2 separate regions of the Athene noctua genome follow, and region 1 is linked to region 2. The links are chromatin contacts, called in public Hi-C maps. All regions are on one chromosome and are shown on one strand. Each heading gives the region's core, a stretch centred on a gene start, on an enhancer-like site or on the middle of the called end of the contact. The rest is flanking DNA. Distances are from core to core; before and after follow the strand shown.

The links. A called contact is a pair of places that touch in the nucleus more often than the background predicts.
Region 1: a contact with region 2 is called in a Hi-C map of heart, with 2.6 times the contacts expected there. The contact joins the promoter of LOC141969589 here to the promoter of STRIP1 in region 2. A contact is called at or near these places in 2 of 2 Hi-C or Micro-C datasets (heart and liver).

Annotation. Positions count from the first base shown.
Region 1 is chr23:3,676,553-3,680,420 of bAthNoc1.hap1.1, forward strand. It overlaps LOC141969589 (embryonic pepsinogen-like), which reads left to right and starts at 1,857. Exons shown (of 9, transcript XM_074925523.1): 1 at 1,857-1,912; 2 at 2,249-2,411; 3 at 2,722-2,839; 4 at 3,314-3,432; 5 at 3,540-3,739. The coding sequence starts at 1,857.
Region 2 is chr23:3,506,474-3,510,275 of bAthNoc1.hap1.1, forward strand. It overlaps STRIP1 (striatin interacting protein 1), which reads left to right and starts at 2,008. Exons shown (of 21, transcript XM_074925629.1): 1 at 2,008-2,165; 2 at 3,708-3,777. The coding sequence starts at 2,040. It overlaps AHCYL1 (adenosylhomocysteinase like 1), which reads left to right. Exons shown (of 17, transcript XM_074925272.1): 17 at 1-1,333.

The DNA.
Region 1 (3,868 bases), core at 607-3,106, 170 kb after region 2:
GTGAACCATGTCCGGCTGCACCAGCCAGCACAGGCTGGGACCCGGCCAGGCCACGGCCGGGGGGTCCCAGACCCGGCACCACATCCCGGTGATGCTCCCGGGTCTGACCAGTCAACACCTGAAACAACTGCCTGTGTGGTTACCAAACAGCATCGTGCAATTCCCCCGCTAAAATACACATCAAGCCCATCCCCACTTCTACACCAAGTACAAATTATTGCTCCCACCCTACATTTCTCTCTACAGAAACTTGCAGCGACGCCCATCTTGAGCAGGGACAGCAGCCTTGGAGAAGCTGCTTATCTACTAGCAGGGTTACTGGACTTTGTGAGCTTTAGATATTTTTATTATATATAAATATATATAAAATATTTAAATAGATAAATGTCATTTATTTTTATTATTTTTATTAAACACACATCTTATATATCATATATACTATACTAAGATTATAACAATAACATCATTACTATTCTTTGTTGTATATATTAGCTATCTTTATATTTATATTAATATATATATTAATGTATTTGGTTTATTATTTTTATTTATTTATATTATTTTTTTTGTTTGGACAGAGGTTTTTGGTCCCACCAGGTTTCTGCACTTCATCCCAATAGCTTTAAACTCATGTCTGGGGCCAAATTGGGATTGTGCCTTGTTGCCTTTTTGGCCTCCATAGCCCCGTCCCCGCCCCTTCCCACTCCTGTACAAATTAACCAGACAATTTCAGCTGGTTCCCTTCCCTCTACTGAAAAAAATCATTATTAATTCGTGTTTTACTCCATGACAAGACCCAGCCCCATCACAGAAACCCACCTTCCCCCCCACAGCGGAGGGGACCGTCCCAGCAGCACAGGGATGGGGTCGCTCTGCCCACAGCATCCTTTCTACATAGTGGAAACCCTGCTAGGAAATTCAAACCATAAAGAAAAAAATAATAATAAAAAAAAAGGGTTTGTTGGCTTTTCCACACTGTCATCAGAGAAACCCATTGTCCTGCAGAGACACCAGCAGCTGCCACCAAGTTTCAGGCCTCTGGAGGGGGTGTAGGGGCTTGGGCCATGATGCTCCAATAAAACCAGGATCCTCATCCCGCATCGCTCAGCATCACCTCCGACAGCCGCCTCCTTCCCTCTCTCCTCTTTGCATCCTGCAAAAGTCGACCTGATGCCTGGAGCCACTATCGCTGCGGGCACTCATTAGGAGTTTTAATCTGGTTTTAATGGTCCCCGTATCGCTGGGCAAACCACACTGAGAGGGGTCAGCGTGCTGCAGGGTCACCTTTCCGCAGCCTGTTTGCACCCCACTGTACTAATTGGTTTTTGCTGATAACAGCGGGCACCAGAGTGTCAAAACGTGCGTACACCCCAGGCACACACCTCCCCGGGGTGTACGCACATATCAGCACCCCGTGGGGCCCCCTTCCCCATCCCAGCTGGGAGAGACACCCATACATGGAGGGGGGGAGGGGGTGTCCCCCTGCTGCGCACAATGGCTTTGGATGCCAAAATGAAAAGTCAAAATGATGCCCCCACGCAGGCAGTGCCTGGTTGTGGTGAAGGATTTGGGGTGCTGAAGGATGGAGGGTTTGGAGGGGGGATACAGGGGGAGCACAGGGCCTGTGTTAGGGTACCATGGTCAGCACGGTGTGAGTGTCCCCCCACCTTGTCGGGTGACACCTTGAATTTAGCTGATGTTTGCCGTGTCCTTCAGTGCCTGGGTGTCACCTGCCTTGGCTGGGTGCCCACTGGAGGGGATGGGGCAGCAGCAGTCCCGGTGGCGCTTGGTACCGCAGGTGGGGTGCGCAGGGGCTATATAAACCCCCGGGTGTTTGCCCTGGTAGCCCCGGCACAATGCGGTTCCTCGTGCTCCTCTGCGCTGCCTCTGCCCTCTCCCAGGGCATCACCAAGTAAGTCGCTGTAGCATTGCTCTCACAGGCCACCCGAGTCAGACTGAAGGGGGAAAATGAGAGCTCAGAGCCTTTTAATGGGTTTGAGAAGGGGAGCTGAGGTCTGGGAAAGCTGCTGCAGGGGTGCAGAGGAGGCGTGGGGGGGTGCCTGGCAGGGATCTGGTTTCTGGAGGTGCTTTGAGGTTTTGCAGAAATCCCTGACTCAGTGTTTTGGGGGAGTCCACTGGGCTTCTGCTGTTGTATCAGCACAAATATTGAAGGTGTCAAATGCTGCTTGCAGAAGCTGCAGGCAGCAGAATCCCATCTAACTTATTTTTTCTTTGGTGCTTGTGCCAGGCTGCGCTTGGAAAGGGGGAAGAAGCTGAGACAGGTCCTCAGGGAGAAGGCTTTGCTGCACCACTTCTTCCAGCATCACCACTATGACATTGGCACCAAATTCCCACATGCTTTTCCCAACGGGACCAAAGTGGCCACCGAGCCCCTGCTGAACACCCTTGACGTGAGTATTGGCTTTGATCCCCAGCGGCACAGCCCTGGGGGAGTTTGTGGGATGCCCATCCCCATGTCTGTGCTGTGCATGGGCCAAACCCAAATCCTTTTACCCCAAAGCCTTCAGCTCACATCCTTTGCCCCTTCTTGCCCCTGCTGGTGGCTCTGGACAGAGCCAGGACACTGAAATGTGCCCCCAGCAGCTCTGCTAGGAGCAAGGTGTCTCCATGAAGAAGGGGACCATGAAGGTTGCAAGCCTGGGGAAGTTCCAGGTTTGTTTTCATGCCTTAAAAGCAACTCTTGGTCCTGCTTCGCCACAGATGGAGTACTATGGGGCCATCTCCATTGGCACCCCACCACAGGACTTCACCGTGGTCTTCGACACCGGCTCCTCCAACCTCTGGGTTCCCTCCGTCTCCTGCACCAGCCCGGCTTGCCGTAAGTAGGGGCAGGCAGGGCTCCCCGTTTGGCACAGCTGGGTCCAGCAGCATATCTTGGGCTTATAACTGCACAATTGAGTCCAAAGGTTGGGGTGACATTGCCAGGGGACCAGGGGGCACTAGGCAGTGCAATGAGCAGACCCCATGGTGCCGGGTCCGTAGCACCTGGGAAATGCACTGGCGAGATGAGTATTTGGAGTGTAGGAACTACTCCATGCTGTACTCCACAGGGTCATGTGCTTAGTGCTCAGTGCCTCAGTTTCCCCATCTGTCCAAAGGGAATGATGGGATTTCCTGCAGATCCCTGGTCGCTGGAGGAGGGGCAGGGACAGCAAATGCTCACAGCTAAATAACGCAGGATAATAAATGGCAGGTCTAAACAGCAATTCAGCAGGGTTCCTCCTCCCACGCTTCCCTTACAGCTTAGCCTTGCTGAAAGTCTTCGTTTCTGATTTTCCCACTTACCTTCTAGAAAACCATCAGATGTTTAACCCATCGCAATCCTCCACCTACAAAAGAACGGGGCAGAACTTGTCTATCCAGTATGGCACCGGCGCCATGGAGGGCACCGTGGGCTCCGACACCGTCACTGTGAGTGTCACGGTGGCATTTCCAGTGGGGGTCCCTTGTGCCTTCTCCACCTGATTGACATCGATATTGCAGTGATCCATATCTTACATCACCCTCCTTGTTCCTAGCTTGCATCTCTGGTGGACATCAACCAGCAATTTGGCTTGAGCACCACCGAGCCCGGCCAGTTTTTTGTCCATGTCAAATTTGATGGGATCCTGGGCTTGGGCTACCCAAATCTGGCTGCTGATGGGATCACACCAGTGTTTGATAATTTGGTGAATGAGAGCTTGCTGGAGGAGAACCTCTTCTCAGTCTATCTGTCCCGGTAAGCCATGTGGGTCTCAAGGGCTGGGGAAGGCAGCAGACGAAGCTCATGCAGATCGTTGCATTTGCTGGTGGCTCCAGCTCCTCTGCTGTCACTGCTGCCATCCAGCTGTTGTCCCGAGATGCAAAG
Region 2 (3,802 bases), core at 758-3,257:
AGGTTTTTTAGCCAAACTGCACCTTAATTGAGTTAAAAACATCTTTTGTTTGTTTGTTTTTTCTTCTTTTTCTTTTTGATCCTTAAAGAGATGTTTTAAGGCGGGGAGGAGGGGGGAAGCGTCGAGGATGCAGCTGCCTGCTGAATGCAGATGCTCGCTGTGTCTGAGCGGCCCCATCTCCCACTGAGAGAAGCACGGCGTGGTTTTAAGGGTGTCTGGGGTGGGGTTTTTTTTTGGGGGGTGGGGTGGTGTGTTTCACTTTTTTTTTTGAGACGGACGCAGAGATGAGCCTTCCCCCTACCCCAGCCTGGGCCCTCTACACCACAGACCTGCGCAAAGCCCTCTGCTGCCCCGGCCCTCGCGCTGGGCTTTCTCAGCCCTTCCCTGCCCTCTCGCAGTGCGTTTCAGCCACTCTCATCGGTTCATCCTCCTTTGCCGTCCTCACTGGTGACTTGTTTCTCTTTTCCATCTCTTACAGCTTGTCCCAGGGCAGGGGAAGCTCCTTCCAACCCAGTGAGGTTTCTCTTGGCTTTTTTTATCCTCCTCAAATTGCCTCTTTCTTCCCCCAGCCAAGGCCAGAGTGTGAAGGGAAGGAGGACCCTCGCTGCCTGCATCTCCCGGTACACAGATAATGGAGATGTTGTGTACCTGTGACTGGGGCTGCTCCTTCACCTCTGGTCACCTCCTCCCACGGACTGGGGCTGCCTTTTTAGCGCTGCCTGGCTGGGTCCCTCCCTGGGGCTTTGCAGGGTTGGGGGTGCTGCTGTTTCCCAGGGGGTGCAAAGCTCCTTTGTGAGGATGGGAGGAAGGTGGGAGGGGTGCTCATGGCTTTAATCACCCTCCTCTCTTCCCCTCAGTCTCCTTCTCCTTAGACTATTCTTTCTCACCCTGCCCGGTCTCTTCCTGGACTGTCGCTGGGTCACTTGCCCTCCCCACAGATTTTTGGGGATCGCCTGCCTTGCAGGGTCCCCTCTACCCTCCCTTAAACTTTGTGAGGGACTCAATGCCTGGCTCAGTGAGCTGGGATGGGCGGGGAGAGGGGGGCGAGAGCATCCCCCTTCCCTGTGAGGGGACCCACGCTGGGACCCCTGTGCTTGGGGGTCATGGTCCCCCCCCTTTCCCATCCACGTTAGGCCGAGGTCTGACCCTAAGGGCTCCATCTCTGTATAAGCCATGTCATGGGGGGTGGGGAGCCCGGGGATGGCGGTGGCAGCGTCGGGCCGGGAGGGAGAGGTTTATTTTGTATATGAATGATTTTTAATGAATGCAATATTAATCCTTGCAGATGAGCAATAAATCATTAAAGTCTAATTAAACTATTAGGAAAAACAAAGCGATTTTGCTTGTGGGCAGTTTATTTGGAAGAGTTGAGCACATACAATCCCTTGGGGACCCTGGGTTCGTTCTGAGATTTAAGCCCTGGCCTAGGCTCTGCCTTTGGTTGCCTCCAGATGGGCTTTTTGGGCCTCACCAAGGCCCTGGATTTTGGGGTCTGACGCCCTCAGAGCCCCTCAAGGCCCTTTCACTTGGGGTTTAAACCCCATCAGGCCCTTCTGTTGGGGTCTGGCTCCCCTCTGAGCCCTCTAGTACTCGCTCTCTTTGGGGTCTGAGCCCCCCAAGCCGCCTGATTTAAACATTTCACTTGTTCCAGGCCTCTTCCTGCCACTCCCAACATGGCGGCCTCAGGCGGCCGGGCACCGCCTCCCCGCGAAGGCGGAAGTGCCGCTCCCGACATGGCGGAGGCCCGCGGCGCGCCACACCTAAGATGGCCGCGCGGGGGCGGAGCTCGCCGGCCGGCCGGGTGCCGCCCCGGTCGTGGCCGCCGGGGGCGGGCGGCGCTGGGCGGTGACGGGGCCGCCGCGGCGGGGCCGGCGGACGGAGCCACATCGCAGCGGCCCGAGCGGCGGGAGCCAACCCCCTCCACACCCGGCGGTGCCACTCCCAACATGGCGGCGGCGCTGCCCCGGCTCTCCCTGCCGCTCCCGCGAGAGGGAGGGGTGAGTCCTCGCGAGAGCTCGGCGCGGTGGAGGGCGGCCGACATGGAGCCGGGCGGCGGCGGCGTTGGGGGCGCGGGGCCGCTCCCGGGCAACAACAAGCCCCGCGGCGGGGCGGCGCCGCCCGGCAAGGCCCGTGACCTGGGCCGCCCGCCGCGCAAGGACTCCGAGGTCAGCGCCGCTGCCGCCGGGCCCGGCTCTGCGGGGTGGGGGCGGCCTTCCCGGGCGGGGCGGGCCGGGCCGGGCCGCGTTGTCCTCCCCGCCGTGGGCCCGGGGCCTGCCCGTGCGGTGCCGGTGGGCTCCGCCGTCTTCTTCAGCCCTGACCCGCGCGGTGCTGCCCGCCCTGCTTGGGCTTCGCCTTCCCCCGGGCCGGTCCTGGACCGGCCGCTCCCCCAGGAGCCGGTGCTTCGGTGCCGGTTCCCCTGGGGCCCAAAACCGGCGGCTGTGCGGGCCGGCAGCAGCTCTGCGGAGCCGAGAGACCTCTCGCTGCCAGGCCCGTTTGTTACCGGCTCTGCCCAGAGCCCCGCCTGGGTCGGTTCCGGGCTCGGGTCGGTGCCGGTTTCCTGTTCATCTCTTCCCCAAGTCCGGGTCGGTTTGTCCTGTCAGGGGCATGAGGGTGGCTCCGTCCCAGCCCCCCACATGGGCCCGACAGCGGTCACTCTCCTTCCAGGCTGCTCTGGGCTCTCACCGCCCGGGCCGGGGGCTTCTCTCCAGTTTTGCCGGTCAATACCGGCCCTGCGCGGCGAGGGCTGGGTTGACGGGTCCCGGTGACTCGGGTCGGTCCAGGGGTGGCTCTGGCGGAAGGTGACCGACCCCTCCAAAGAGACACCGAGGTCCTGGCAGGGACCCCTGAGCTGTGGGGGATCAGCAGAGTTGTATGGGCCTGGGGGGAGCTGATGGATCCCTTGACTTTTCCATCGTGCCCCCCAAACCCGGTTTCATTCCTGGGGTGACTCAGAGCCATCGGCTTTCATGGGCATCCTCTCCAGGGTGGGGGACGCTCCCTGAAGTGACAGGAGAGGGCTGTGAGGAGGGCTGCGGCAGCCTCGGGGGCTGGCAAACGGCTCCCAGCCCTGCAGAGCAGCACAAACCTTCTACCCGTCAAGCATCTGGGGGCCTGGATCTGCCCCTCGCTCAGGAGTAGGTGCCCCGAGATTCGGGAGGGTTTTGCTGGGGGATCCACGTCAATGTCTTACTTAAAGGAAGCAGATGTTTTGGGCTGTAAGCCTTCTGGATGTTTTTCCAGGCTCACCGAAGCTGCTTGGAGTTTCATTTTCACTAATCACATCTGCTGGCATCCCTTTGGGGGGATAGCCCAAATTTTTAGACATCTGTACAAAATGAGTGAGCTCTGGGAGCTCCCTAGTCCCACCATAAGTCTCTCCCACCCTGAGATTAAATACACCCCGTCTCCTGCTTTATTTTTTGGCCTTTTGGGGCTCCCGGAGTGTTTTAGAGGTGGTGCAGTGGCAGGGGCTGCCCACCAGCGAAGCGCAGCATGGCTCAATGCGGCGGAGCTGGGATGGAGATGCAGGAGGTGGGTAGGAGTTGCCTTGGTAACGTTTACGCTGCTGCGGGTACATTTTTGGTCTCTTAAACAGAAGATATAATCCTGGATTCGCGGGAGCATGAGGTGAATTGTGAATGTCTTGGGGGATTTTGGTTTTCCTGAAAAAACTCTGTAATTTAACTGAATTCTTCCTCTGCTTTCAGGGTTATTCGGAGTCCCCAGACTTGGAGTTTGAATATGCAGATACCGACAAGTGGGCAGCAGAGCTCTCTGGTAAGGGACTCATCTTGATGGATCA